2 separate regions of the Mus musculus genome follow, and region 1 is linked to region 2. The links are chromatin contacts, called in public HiChIP or PLAC-seq maps. All regions are on one chromosome and are shown on one strand. Each heading gives the region's core, a stretch centred on a gene start, on an enhancer-like site or on the middle of the called end of the contact. The rest is flanking DNA. Distances are from core to core; before and after follow the strand shown. Region 1 has its middle 34 kb from the start of 4930431P22Rik. Region 2 has its middle 58 kb from the start of Serp2.

Region 1 (7,674 bases), core at 3,168-5,667, 110 kb before region 2:
TTTTACTCCTTCGTCAACTGAGTTGTCTGTTCTTTTCTCAATGATTATATCATAGCTTCTCCTTTGTAGTACATATTAAATAGACTTTTCCCAAGGTTAGGAGTTTATTATTTGTGTAGCCCAGGCTGATCTAGAACTAGCAATCCTCCAGCCTCAAACCACCCAAGTGCCAAGATTATACATATATGCTACCAGGTCCACCTTTTCATTTTAATTAAAAATAGATAAATAAAACAGGGCCAGCAAGATGGCTCGACAGGTGAAGGCATTGGCCACCAAGTGTGGGGGTCTGCTCTGATTTCCATCCCCGGTGTCCCCATGGTGGAAGGACAGAAAACGACTCCTCCAAGTTGTCCTCCAACAGCCACAAGCTCAGGGTGACACAGGAGCACACCTCCAAACCCCGCCCACCCAGTCCACCCCCACAGAAGCGACCTGTTTTAAAGCTGCATTCAGGCTATCTTGATTAAACTTTAAAGAGCCACCCTTTGTATTTACATGCACTTGTAAGAAATAACCCTTTCCCCAGTTTCCTCTGATGACAACATCCTGTGAAACTGTGTCACAGCCAAGCTACTGGTGGGATCCCTGGTTGTTGCTCTAGCCACACCTTCTCAACTCCTCTCTCCCCAAAATTGGTGACCACGGAAACCACCAATCCGGCTTCAATTCCTGTACATTTGTCATTTCAAGACAATGTTGTGGAGATGAAACTGCATGGTATGTAATTTGGGGTTTGGTTTTTTTTCCCCCACTCTGTGTAGTCCTGGAGACTAATGGAGGTTGAATCTTTAGTTTTGTCTGTTTACTACGGAGCTCAGTTTTGTGTCCTGAGTGCAGCTTCCTTTGCTTATCAGTTCACCCATGGATGTTGCCATGAGATTCTTGTTTATTTTGCTACACGGAGAGGTGATGTCTCAGCGTGCCTGATTCTCATTTCTCTAGTGGCTGCTGATGTGGACACCTTCATAATTGTTCGTTGTCCTTTGTACATTCTTCTGGGGGCAATGTCCTCCTGTCTCTTTTGTCTGTTTTTGGTTTTGGTTTTGTTTTTTGTTTTGTTTTGTTTTGTTTTGTTTTTGACACAACATTTAAGTTCTATGCAGTTCAGTTTTGAGGCTTTAGATATCAGTCATTTTTCAGATGTGAGTTTTGTAAATAGTTTCTCCCATTATGTAACTTGTCCTCTAAGGGTGAAGTTCTTCATTTTGCAATTAGTAACGATGGAGGGCTCTACATAGGTATTGAGGGCATCTGATGTGGCAGCCCCGTGGATCAGCTGTTCAAGGTGACAATTGATTTCCTCCTTAGTGAGGAACCCAACAGAGACAGAGACAGCATGGGTGCAAAATAAAAGCCATGCTGTCTTCTTTTTCATTTCTTTTTATCTTAAAACTCTCTCTCTCTCTCTCTCTCTCTCTCTCTCTCTGTGTGTGTGTGTGTGTGTGTGTGTGTGTGTGTGTGTGTGTGTGTGTTGTGGCTTTGTGTGTATAAATGCAGTACCCACAGAGACAAGAGAGAGCACTGGATCCCTAAAGCTGGAGCTACAGGGAGCTGTTAGCACCCAACACGGATGCTAGGAACCAAAGCCAGGTCCTCTGGAAGAACAGTAAGCATTGTTACAGCAGAGTGCCCCTCCAGCCCCCACAGAGCCATGCATGACCTAAAGCTCAGAGGCGACATATCATTTCATTGTAGTCTTACAGAGACTACAAAGGCCACAGACAGGCTCTGACATCAGATGGGAGGGGACAGCACAGCATGCGCATGCCAAGAGCGAAGCCCTCCTGGCCTGGGCTAACAGTCACTGACTTCAGATCTAAACAACAACAACAACAATTTATAATATATAATATATATAATATATATAAAATGTTAAAACCTATCAAAACCATATAATTGACATGTGTAGATATCTTTATAAGTTTTCAAAAAATTTTGTCTTTTTGCTTGTTCTCATTTTGTTTGGTTTGTAAGCATTTTTCTAAGCATTCATAAAGCACCCATCTTTTAAAATGTTTATTTTCTTAGCGTATGTTTGTGTTCTAGGATCCAACTCAGGTGGTCAGGTTTGGCAGCAAGCTCCTTTACCCTCTGAGCCATCTCGCTGGCCCTATTTTCTTTCCTTTCTGTTCTAAGGGGTAAAGAATAACCTATAGCCCTTACACTTTCTTATACCACTGGTAATTTCTTGAGTTTGGAAGCTTTAATTCTTTTTAAGGTGTTTTTATTGGCTCTGCGCCTAAAGTTAACTTGTATATTTAGAATGGTATCCAGTATTTTAGGCAGTATTGGCTTTTTTCTCTGCTACATATGATTAAGAAATTAGTTATTCAAGTTTCTCCCACTGTCATCTCCATCTCAGTGTGGCCGTTATTTTTACATCTTCACATTTTTCTTTTCCTTTCCTTGAGGCTCAGTCCAGGGTAGCAATCCTGATGTCCCTGATCCCAAGAGGCCATTAAGGAGTCGACCTGAAAGTAAATCTTCACACAGGACCCTTGTGTGGTCTTTGTTGGCTTGTCTGAGTTGATCCAGCTGTGCGGAACATAGCTGTCTTAGTTAGGGTTTTATTGCTGTGAACAGACACCATGACCAAGACAACTCTTATAAGGACAACATTTTATTGGGGCTGGCTTACAGGTTCAGAGGTTCAGTCCATTATCATCAAAGTGGAAATATGGCAACATCCAGGCAGGCATGGTGGAGGAGGAACTAAGAGTTCTACATCTTCATCTGAAGGCTGCTAGCAGAATACTGACTTCTAGGCAGCTAGGATGAGGGTCTTAAAACCCCCACCCACAGTGACACACCTACTCCAACAGGGCCACACCTTCTAATAGATCCACTCCCTAAGCCAGTGTATATAAACCATAACAATAGCTAACTCCTCTTTCACAAGATGGCAGTGGGGACCATCCTGCTGAGTTTTCCCTTTAATCTCCATAGACACTGGCATGGCAGGAAGAGGCTTGTCACATACAACACAGGGCACAGATTTAAACGTAATTTCATATGCCAGTGAATTTTGTAATATATAAAAATCTCAGGTACACACAACCAAGTGACTCATTACTCATTCGAGATGGGGAAGGTAACTGAGCATCCTGTGTCTGTCCTTGCTACATTGGACTCCTAGACAAGTGGGAGCTGAGCACACCCTTACCAGCAGGAACAGAAGCTTCCATAGGCCCTGCAAGGAAGCCCTGACAAAAATCAACCCATCAGGAAGTCCCATGGAACCCAGCCGTGCCAAGGGCATCCCCTGGGAAGATGTCTCATTTAAGAGGAAATTTCCCAGAGCTGACCTGGATTGCCATATGTGTAGCCCCCAAAGTTCCCCATGCACAACCAACTGCAACCAACTCTACAATCCTCTCCTTATATATACACAGTGTGCCTTCAGTGCGCTTGTACGTGCAGCTGTCTCCAACTGATCCAGGTTTCCATTTACTAAGTGCCTGTAACTTGACTGAGAACCCTGTGTCCCCAGTCCTTATCTTCAACAGCCACCCCCCTGGGGGAAATGTCATTTACTATTGTTGTAAAATAACAATGACCCAGATAAAGAAACTAAACTTCAAGAACTCCCCATTGACCAAGAAACTCACCAAAGACAGTTGCCAAGACCCTATCACTAATGACAGTTAAGAAGGTCCTTTCTAAACATGGACTGTTCCCAGAAGACCTTTGGAGGGGCCCCTGCCTTGCACTCTCTTCATCCAAGACTTCTTCTAGTCTCTCCTCCCACCCACAGTCATCTTCTCATCTCCACAGGAACTCTTAAGAAAGTGGATCATACAATAGAGAGAAGGTGGGGACAGTCCCTCCAGCAAGATGGTACCAGGGAGCCACTGGGATTTGCTGACAACCACGGAGATCCATACATTTGTCCGTAGAAATAACACGTTGTGCTGTAAGATAGATAACTCCCTCACTGTCTGAAGAGGCAAAGGAGTGGTGGTTTGCCAGCAGAGAAACCTGCTCAGCCTTGTAATACAATTTATATTGGCAGATGTGATTTGAGTTCAACCCATTGGCTTGGAAGCGGGCTTGCATGATTCATACCTTGGAGGCTGTGTCTATCCTGAAGCCCATGAGTCTGGCTCTGTGCCCCTGTCTCACTTGAGACTGCACGCTTTTGTTTGGTTTTGTTTTTTGGTTTGGTTTGGTTTGGTTTGGTTTGGTTTGGTTTGGTTTGGTTTGGTTTTTAGAGACAGGGTTTCTCTGTATAGCCCTGGCTGTCCTGGAACTCACTCTGTAGACCAGGCTGAGACTGCACATTCAACGTGGGCAGGCGTCTCTCCTTTTGTTGATTCCCGTTTCCTGTAAGCATTTGAACACAACCTTGGCCAGAGCTGAGCTTGCTAAAGCATCTTGCTAATCCCGGAAGGTGACCCAGGGAACCCATTGCTGTCTGAATCATTTCGATCTGTGCAAGAGATTTTTGCAGTCACTTGCAATCATTATTGTTGCTGAGCTGAGAGGATCCAGAAAATCAGAAGGAAAACAGAACATCTAAGCATCCGGGAGCCCGGGGCCTAAAAATATCAGCTGGCTTGGGTGGAGCTTTAGTTAGTTTCTGAGAAAGTCCTCGGGTCCTAAGGCCCTTGGGTGGAGGATGGCTTCAATCTCATTATGGTGATTGGGAAGGAGGGACATCAGAGCCTCAAACATACCCTGAGAAGACAGGCATTCCTCCCAAATAGAATGTGGATTGTTTAGGCGAATGTCCTTGCCAGGTGGCATTTCCATTTGAGTCTGTTCTGCTGGGGCAGGGGGGGGGGGTCATGGACATGGACACAAAATCGCCCTCCCATCTCTCAGGTTCGGAAGAAAGCTCCCCTTTGCAGGCTGGAAAGCCATTCTCAGCTTTGGGAGTGATATAAAGCATGCCATTGTCAAGGCTGGGCCTGAGAACATCGCGCTCTCAGCCTTACTGGCTTGGCGAGTGTCAAAGGAGTCTAACAGGGCTGCCTACCATGAATCCCATCCTTCTGGTCGGCCCAGCTGGGCCCTCACCCCCTCACCCCCAGTTCCACTCACTATTCGAATGCTGTAAAATTTGTTCCAGGACAAGCTATGATTCTTGCTCATTTTAGACTTGGCAATGCTACAAATGTTTACATTTCCTTTTTATTAAATCTCTCTTTGTCCCTCTGTCTCTATCTCTCTCTCTGTCTCTTTGTCTCTCTGTGTGTATGTGCACACATGTGCACGCACGCACACACAAGACCACGGGCATGGAGAAAATATGAAGGTCAGAGAAAACCTTGGTAGCAGTCCTCACATCGTTTGAGAAAGGGTGTCCCACTCTGAACTAGCTGACCTGTGAACTTCGGGGTTTCTCCTGTTCCTGCCTTCCATCTCTCCATTAGGGAAACTAGAATTAAAGCTAAGCTACCACTCCAGGCTGCTAGTTGGGTTCTGGAGATTTACTCATGTCCTCACATCTGCACGGCAAGTGTGCTGCCCACTAAGCCATCTCTCCACCCTTCCTTGTCACTGTTTTTAACAAAGAAAAGTCTGATTGTTGTAAGATCTTAAGCAAGCAGCCTCATCTGACACCCTCAAGCAGAAGAGAGGAATGGTCGGTTTGCAAGACTAGAGGAGATAAATTCATGAAACTCGGCCACTGAGCAAGTCACTAATTGCTTTGTGGGCCCCAGAGGCCCTGGCGCCCCATGCTTGGCTCTGACACCTGTCACCATTCCTTTGTGGACCCAGGGGAGGCAGTCTACTCCTGTTAATCCCTTGCCTTAGGGCTTGTGCCTACTGTCCTAACCATGAGGTTTTTACTTCTTCACTTTGATGCAGATGAGGAATGTGATAACTGTCATGTGGAATTGAAAAAAAGAAAAAACAAAAACCAGAGAAATGTGGGTAAACAGCATTCTTTAACAATCCATAGGATGCGAGGAATGTTGTGCTGGTACCTTTTCTCCATTTGTCTTGAGGAGACCTAGATGTGCACATACACATACGTGTGACATGTGACATGTGCATGTGAGCTTGATGACATCAGAGGAATCTCTTTTTTTTCCTTTTTGCAATTTGTTTCATTATTAATTTTTTTCTCTTAAAAAAATACCTTTTGCTAGAACATTCTGTCTAGAAACTTCCAAAGGAAAACACTCAAGCCCATAATAGAGAACAGAAATTATATAAAAAAGCATCTCCTCTGAAGGCAGAGATAATGAGATTTTGAATTGCTGTACGTTCTTGGAGACTCATTTGGAGCAAGTGGCTTTTACAAGGCTGAACCCTCCTGTCTACCTAACCTTCGGGAAATGGCTTTGTAAGTAGCATTGAGCCTACTTCCCAAGATGATTGAGAGTACAAAGGAAAAGAGAAATACACAAAATGCACAGCAAAGAGCCTGGCTGGTGTTAGATGTCTCCGGATAGAAATAACTAATAGCAAAATTTAGCTTCTCTATGGCCACTGTCTGTTGTCTAAATGACATTTCTGAGTCTGCACCACACCCCTTGGAAGGCTGAAGTTATAGCCACATTAGTATGGAAGTTTGGGCCTTGTATGGTTCAACCTGAGGACCACAGCCGCAGTTGGTAGAAGCAGAGACAGGGTTTGAACCTGCCTTCTGTGCTGCCTTCTGTGTGCTAGATGGAAGGTTTACATTATTCTCATTGGCTTGCAGAATTTTTAAACATTTCTACCTAGTACTCATCATTTCAAGATTAAGAGAGATTTGGTTTATATGTACAAATTTGATATTTCTGGGCACCCCTGTGTTCTCACGTGGCCATGATGGCCGCGGCTATTGATGTCTGACACCTTTGGACAGACTGGAGTTTGAGGAGGTCCCTGTCAATCCTCCTAGGCATACATTCTTGTCTCCCTGGGAAGCCAGACACATGAGACATCGTGCTGTCTCCCAGTGCCTTCTCATCCATCTCCCTCACTGAGTTTATGAGTTTGTTGGGCAATGACCCGATATCCAGATACGCTCCCTTTGTTGAACAAAATCCCTTGTTTACCACTTCATCTCTTGAATTCTACTCATTTCTGCTTGCGGCAACTCTCAGCAGCAATTAATGACAGACCAGACCAATGCTGTGGGATTCCTCCAGGGCCCTGATGCTTCCCTTGTGCTGGGAACTCTGGAAAGCCCCAGAAACATCCCTGAGTCTGATACTCTATCATCAGTTAGGCTTGCTCTATTTCATGCTACGCTCCCATGACTGCCCTGTACATCCCGCCTTACCTCAGATCCACCTCCAAGGATGATTGAGTCAGCTCCTACCTTATCCCTCTAGTGTGTCCATGACTGCCTAACCTTTACTAAACCTTTCTCCATAGTCAATGGCAGCTTCCAGTTGGAGATCTATGGAATTACATAGGACCCCCCGCTTCAAAGGGCCCCTCATTTGGCTCGGAGCTCTGATACTGCATCTTTAAAATCTCTACTTTTGAAGCAAGAACCTCTTTTTTATTTTTCTGTGGGGCCAGGAAGTACGTAATGGGTCTTACTCATGTTCTAATTCGAGAAGTTTTAATAGCTCCTAACGTCAGCAGGATTTTGTTTATGTGCTCTAGTAGGTTCAAGTCTGGGCTATGCGTGCTCAGGAAACGGATTCATGAGAAAGCAGAGCCCACAGTTGCTGAGAGCAGTCAAGTGGGGAGATCTGGCCTGCTGAAGCTAGCATGACAGGT
Region 2 (7,244 bases), core at 158-2,657:
CAGGCACTTTTAAGGACAAAAGAAGATTCCACGAAGCAAGTTCCTCGGTGTCTTGCTACTCGGCTCTACTGTGAACCATTGGCAAGCTTTCCTAAGCGGGGCTTCTCAAAAAACACAGTCCAGAAGGCAGGCTCGGAATTGCAGCCTGGCTGCAGGCCACAGCACAGCAGATGCACGTATTCATAAGCACGTCAAATACATCACTCAAGGCCTAAATTCGCAGGCCCGACACTGATCTGGGAAGTTGGACACTGGACAGCTCAAAGCCTCCTGGATGGAATTGCTACAATTATTTTACTGGGGGAACCTGTGCTAGAAGCACACAAAGCGACACAGAAAAGGTTATCTTCATTATCGGAGAAAAAACAATCCCAAAGGACATTGCCAAGCTAGGGAGGGTCCGATAACCCAAGAGCGCTGGGCAGGCAATACACAAGATACATGGATCTGCAGCTAAAGCCTTTTGCCTTTGGGCTGAAGCATCTTTGAACATTCAGTATACGATGAACCCCTATGAACTAGCTACCACACTTGGTGCAACAGGAAACAAATGGAAATGAAATCTGGCTCCCATCAGGTAGGATAAAGATAAAGTGTCTGCACTATTTAAGTAGAGGGCTCCCCCTATACTGGGGAAGCTAAAGACAGCTCACTGGAGGGAACCACGTCTTCCAAAGGACCAAGGATCCAGGCACGGGTAGGCACCAAGAGAAGACATTTACTGGACCCATACATGTGCAGAGGTATTCTGCCAGAGGTGTTACTACATAGTGCGCCCCTTTCCTGGCTGCTGAGAATTGAAGGGTTCCCAGCTGTTGTATGTCTTTAGAAGTTTTCCTCTGCTGTCCACAGCACCTCACCGTCCCAGGCTCGTGGGTTAGTGTCTTCATCCGCAACTGCTGGTATCATTTTGGACAGGTTCTGGAGACATCTTTAGGAAGTCAGACCCTAGTAGATTAGCAAGGAAGAGACCTGGAGCAAGAAGTCCCCAGCCCTTTCTGTCCCCCTTCTCTCACGCTGACTCCTGCCTACCACAGAAGAGTTTAGCTAGCTCAAGTCGCATCCCTTTCACCTCTCAAGCCAGTTCCTGTCTGCTATAGAATTCAACTTTTAGCTATTCCAAGCCCCACCCCCACTAGGCACACCCCATATCCCTGAACCTAGTGATGTGCTAAAACACCTATCTATTTTTCTTTTCTTTTTTTTTTTTAGACAGTTACATCACAATTTAATCATCAGAGTCAATGCAATCACTTTCAAAACTCTCCTTGTGGGAGATTAATCACTTCCTCCGTTGCAGCCACCACCCATATAATTTAGGGATTCCTCTCTGGGGCTTGTCCCCAGCATGCTTTCCATGTGCAGCTGAGCACGGTAGCCTCTAGCAACTCTGTCCTTTGAAGTGAGGGTGTCATTCAGAACCATGACTGGTGAGTGTGTCTGCGGATTTGGGAATTCCACAGTGTGCACCTCCTAAGTTGACCACGGCCACATAAGCTCCTCCTCCCACAGGGCTGCTGAAACCTAACCTAGCCCAATGGTGGCAGATATTTGCCATGTAAAGTGACTTTTCAGGCCATTTGAGTCTTTGCCTGATGAGTAACACAGATATAGATCCATCCGGTTAAGAAATATTTATCAGAGAACTTTCCACATGCCCAAAACCCACACTGCAAGTGGAGCTGTAAAACCAAACCAAACAGATCTGTATTCACATAGGGCCCAGATTCTGTTAGAGGCCAATTATCAGAAAATAGACAATAGAAGATAGCGCAATGAATGTCACCATACAGACACACCCAGAGATGCCGGAGGAAAGGATACTTGAAGGATAAAGAAACCCTTAGGCGCTCTGTTTTAAAGGAAGATTAGGAATTTGCTGAATAGTTAGGGAGGTGAGGGTGTGAACTCCTAACAGAATTTTGAGGTTGTGGGACTCAGCTGTGTAAAGTGGGGGCTGGTTGAATAACAGTGGAGATAAGAGGGGTCAGGGTGCTGCCCAAGGGCACGAGAACAGTGAGTAGTCATTGAAGAAAGGATACGGCAGAAGAAGAAGACAACAGCAACAGCAACTGATAAGCCAGAGCCACGGATCTGCTAATGGGATCATTTTGTTGTTTTTGCTCAGTAAGACACTCTGCTGTCCCTTCCTTCACAGAACAGAAACTGAGGCCAAGGAGCTTAGAAACCTATTCAAGGTCACCCAGCAGCAAATGAGACTACTGGGATTCAAACTGCTGACTAAACTTAGGGTTGCCTCCTCAAAGAAATCCAGCTGATGGAGTGAGCTGATTAACACCCCTTGAAGGGCCATTTTGAAGCCTAAGTAAATAAACGGTATTCAGCAAAGGCACGGTTCAAGCACGGCCCTGAAAACCAGTAATGTTAAACCTCTCAAAGGCAGGTCAGTGGCAAACATTTGTTATCATGCACAGCACTCGCCTCTCATTGCTCCGCCAAAATTGTGCACACACCGAGGATCTACTGTAGATCCGCCCATCTACCTGTGCAAACAGTGTAATGCGTAGATCAGGAATCCTAAAAAACAACCATGCCCTTTTACCTAAATCGAAAGCAGCCTGCATATCACGTGCTGGGGCAATGGTTTGGCAGTTGTCTTAGGGTAAGTCGATGGTAATGTATGGAGTCCTTTAGTGTGGGCTTTGTGGGGATCTCACAACAGTACAGGTAAAGCATTCGTAAGAAGAAAACTGAAGAGAGGAAGGCAGGGCATCACTGGTCTTCATAAGAAACATGGCCTGGCAATCCTACAGATCTCAGCTTTGTAGAAACATCCCGCTGTGGCACGCAGTCTTCCCTCTCACCACACAGTGAATGGAAGTGTTAAGTCTACCCTGCAAGACCCTGAATGAGTCTATGAACTTGGGACTTGCTTATAAATCAATGCAACTAAATCCTGCCAATGAAGTCTAGGTTTCATTACATCACATCAGCAGGGCGTGTCCCTAAGGTCACCTAAATATGCAACGTGGGAACATCCTTTTCCCTTCCCTGGAGTCCTGGAGGAGAGAGCACAGGGCTGGGCTAGCCCCAGTAATAGTGGCCTAGATTAGTTCACAGTCTGTACGAGTCTCCTCTCTGGAAAACTAGCTTTGAAATCTAGGAATGCCAAAATAAAACCCAATTAAACAAACAAACCACTATCATTTTGGAAATCCAAAGCAAACAACTGAAATAGAGATTATTAAATTCAAGAATGTTCATAGCCTATCATTACTCGCAAGCACATGTGTGTTATGGTTACAACGATTTGAAACTATAGAAGTTGCTTTAAAAAAAAAACAAGAAGTAAGGACAATTCTATTTGGGTGAAAGAATTTTTAGTAATATTTTTCTTTTAAAACATTGCAAGTGTAATATTTTTGCTTCTCAACAAGCAACATTCACAAGTGATTTATTACTGTGCTGCTACATTCTTGTAGGTTGGACTCATTTGGCTTAATATGAAATAGTTTTTACTACCTTTTCAATGATTTCTGGCTGTGATAAATAGGTAAGAGCTGGAGGGGAGAATTAAGCAGGAAATGGACAGAAAACTAACAGAGAACACTGCTCTGGCATTTGACCAAAGGATGGCTCAAAGAACCATGTCACCGTCTGCTTGTCTCTCGGTCTCTCTGTCTCTCTGTCTCTCTCTCATACACACACACACACACACACACACACACACACACACACACACACAACACAGCAGGGTTCAGTCTGCCAAGCGGGGTTAATACTTGTCCACTCAACCAAAGAAACGTATTCATACTTCCCCTGATAACTTAGAAGGAGCTAGAGCAGTGGTAGGATCAACATGATGCTGAGAACTGGGAGGAAGATTGTATGAGGGAAGCAGTTGTCTTGTAGTCATGAAAACCAGCTCTGGGAAGCAGTTTGCTTCTCCCTTTTCACGTCAACTAGCGATGACCTCCATCCATTTGTCACATGGCTGTGTTGCAGACATGAGAGGAGAAGACAAAGCCCAAGGGAGAACTCTGCCTGATCTTAGCACAAACTTTCCCCGGGGGACTAGCCGCAGAGAAGGAACCTAAGAAACTACTGTATCAGCCACCTTGGGATGTCGTAACAGTGTAGGCTGCTGTGATAAACACCATGACCAAAAACAACTCATGGAAAAATGACTATTTTGGGTTACTGTTCCAGAGGGAGAGACCGTACACCCAGGGGAGACATGGCAGAGGTGGCCAGAACAGGAGGCTAAGACATCACATCTGCAGAAAGCAGGGAGAACAATCTGGAAATAGGAAAAAGGCATAAATCCTAAAGCCCGCCCCCAACCCATGTTTCCCCCAATAAGACTGGACCTCCTAAAGGTTCTAAGACCTCCCCCAAACAGCACAGCCAATGCAGGAGACCAAGGGCTCAGACACATGAGCCTGTAGAGAGCGGCTTTTATTCAGACCATCGCATCTTACTCCCTGACCGCCATAAGCCCGTGGTACCTGCCTTGCTGTGCTCTCACACGGTAGAAAGAGGAAAAACTCTTTGGTGTCTCTTCTTAAAGGGACACAAATCCCATAGGGTTAGATTCAGTTCATCTTAATTATTTCCTAAAGAGGCTCCATGCACAAATACAGCCACAATGGGCACGAAGGAGCCAGCACATGAACACGTGGGTCAGGGCACAAACACACACATACCCTTGATATGTGTGCTTTCTGCCTTTGTGGGAGGAAAGAGCCACACTTGTTTAGGTGCTTGAATCTTGCAATTTCCCAAAGCCTTACTGCTGCTATCAGAGGAGCCATTGGCAGTCGCTGGCTGCTGAGGTAGAGGCTCCCTTGGTCTGTTGCTCGTGCCTCAGTGGGAGGCTGCCCACTCACACTTAGGTAAGCAATGGTATTTGAACTTAAGCGGTTACTAATAACAATAAAATTAAGGATGAAAAGAAGGTTTGAAGCTGGACTCGGGAGATGGAGTTAGGGGAAGTAGAAGAAATTGGAGGGAGGTAGCAGTGAGCGGATAAGATAAACATACACTTCATAAATGTATGGAACTTTTTTTTGTTGTTTTGGTTTTTCGAGACAGGGTTTCTCTGTATAGCCCTGACTGTCCTGGAACTCACTCTGTAGACCAGGCTGGCCTCAAACTCAGAAATCCACCTGCCTCTGCCTCCGGAGTGCTGGGATTAAAGGTGTGTGCCACCACTGCCTGGCATGGAACTTTTAAAGAATAAAAATATTATTTTAAAGGCCCCCATTGTCTTTTCATTTAGTATAAATAAAGCTTAATAATAATGCAGAGAAGGCAAAGGGATAAAACAGCCTACAAGACAATCAGTGACAAAGACCCAACAGAGGCAAGGAGCAGTAGAAATTACACCATTTAGTTTAAACCTGGATGAGATCATGTATTTCCAATGAAACTCAAATTTTTTTCATTTTAATAATTGACCTCCCTGAGACTCCACATCTCTGGGTGTTTGTATTTTTATTAACAGCTGTATTAACAGGAAATGGGGGGAAGATTCCAGATAAGACTAGAGGTTCGGGAATAGAACACTTGACATCTGTAGCACATCAGCACCTTGTTCATTACCCTGTATTCCTTTCACCGAAGGTTAAGGACAGGAGGGAGAGGGAACTAAGCAGACTGCAGTTTACATCTCTGAGAACAAAGGCCTGTGCTTTCACTAAGAACACTGAAGATGCGTGCAACTAATAAATACTAGGCATCCTCCGTTGGTCAGGCACTGACCATTTCACAGTTGAGGAAACAGAAATGCAGGCAAATCAGGTATAAGAAGAAAAGCATGGCGGTGGTCTCTCTGGTGTCCATGAACACGGTGCTTTTGGGAAACAATCAGACTTCTGCAGTCCCAAGAAAAACACGTTCAGCAAGATCACTGGTCCTAGAGTTTCCCTCTTCTGGAAGCATCTCAGACAGAGAGAGAGAGACCCTTCTCCATCCTCTAACACCTGTATGTTGCATACTGTGCCAAGGGCTGGGGGGAGATGGCTCAGACAATAAAGGCCTGTCGCATAAGGATAAGGACCAGAGCTTGCAATATCAATACAAAAAGCAGCATGTCCACGCCAGGGAGTAGACAGGTGTGGCTCTAGGTCGCTCCTTGGCTAGCCTGCCTTGAATACATACGTTCCAGGTTCAGTGACAGGGAATGTAGAGAGTGGTAGGGGAAGTGGTCCAATGTTAGCCTCCAGCTCTACATACTACAGGCTTCTGCACACATGTGTACATACGCACATATATACATGCATGTGTGCACACATGCAGAGAGAGAGAACGCCAAGGATGGCTAAAGGAAGGGGCAAAGAGAAGATATATGGTTGGTCATGTGCTTGAAAGACAACCCCAAGGGTCTGTCCAAACCCACAGCCAGCCCAACTTCTGGACTTTGTGTGATGTGACATCCTTGTGAGATAGCAGATCTCCTAAGGCTGCTGTATGTACCACAAGTCTGTTCCTAGTTTCCTCTCATCAAAAGCATTCTGGGTTGTACGACGAAAAGGCAAAATGCAAACTCAACCTCATGTAATCACCAACACCTACACATCCCCAGAGTCCTCTTGCGGGAGGGGTGTCTCTAAGGGGTTGACTGTTCTGCCTGGTTGCCAAGGAACAGCCTCAGTGGCCCTCAGTCAGAGCTTTGGCTTCATTCCCGGCTCTGCCGTTAATTAGCTATGTGGGCATGGGCAAGTTCCTTCTTCTCTTTAGTCCTCATCTGAAAAATGGGGCCAATAATAGGACCTGCCACAAAGGGCTTTTAAGACAAGGCACTTCTGTGCAGCAGAGATAGGTGGTGGCTCTGGGTTCACAAAAGGGCCTCTGAAGTACTTTATTTATATGTTTATCTCTCTATTTATTTATCTTGATTTTTGCTCCTGTCTGAACTTTTTGTCTCTTTTGTGTCTTTGTTTATTTGGTTGTTTTGGTTTGGCAGTATTAGGAATCACATGCTAGGCAATCTCTCTCTCTCTCTCTCTCTCTCTCTCTCTCTCTCTCTCTCTCTCTCTCCAGTTCAGCATTTTTAATTAGTTAGCTATCCTCATCCATCTCAAAGAGGAAGCATTCAAGTGTTACTCACGGTGTCCCTGCTATTTTTAGAAGTGTTTCCCACAGGTCCATCTGCTAGAGGCTTGGTTGCAAACTGTGAGGCCACTGGGAAGTGACAGAACCTTTAGGGGTGGGGCAGAGTGGAAAGAAGGGAGGCTTCTGGGACGTCACTAAAAGGACTATTATTAGTTCTTCCCGCTCCT

What was found. HiChIP or PLAC-seq counts read pairs in DNA pulled down with a chosen protein or histone mark.
Region 1: a contact with region 2 is called in an H3K27ac HiChIP or PLAC-seq map of extraembryonic endoderm stem cells. The contact joins two enhancer-like sites. A contact is called at or near these places in 21 of 484 Hi-C or Micro-C datasets (the 63-12 cell line, the AtT-20 cell line, B cells and 12 more) and 7 of 115 datasets of contacts at active chromatin or transcription factors (cardiomyocytes, differentiating embryonic stem cells, embryonic stem cells and 2 more).

The regions. Positions count from the first base shown.
Region 1 is chr14:76,721,839-76,729,512 of GRCm38.p6, reverse strand. No RefSeq gene overlaps it. Among named protein-coding and RNA genes, the nearest start is that of 4930431P22Rik, 34 kb to the left of the region's middle. Within about 2 kb of position 4,417, at least 36 of the 459 cell types and tissues checked have an H3K27ac peak or open chromatin away from gene starts, as enhancers often do. A contact at or near this core is called in extraembryonic endoderm stem cells, where this site is marked.
Region 2 is chr14:76,610,579-76,617,822 of GRCm38.p6, reverse strand. No RefSeq gene overlaps it. Among named protein-coding and RNA genes, the nearest start is that of Serp2, 58 kb to the right of the region's middle. Within about 2 kb of position 1,407, at least 52 of the 459 cell types and tissues checked have an H3K27ac peak or open chromatin away from gene starts, as enhancers often do. A contact at or near this core is called in extraembryonic endoderm stem cells, where this site is marked.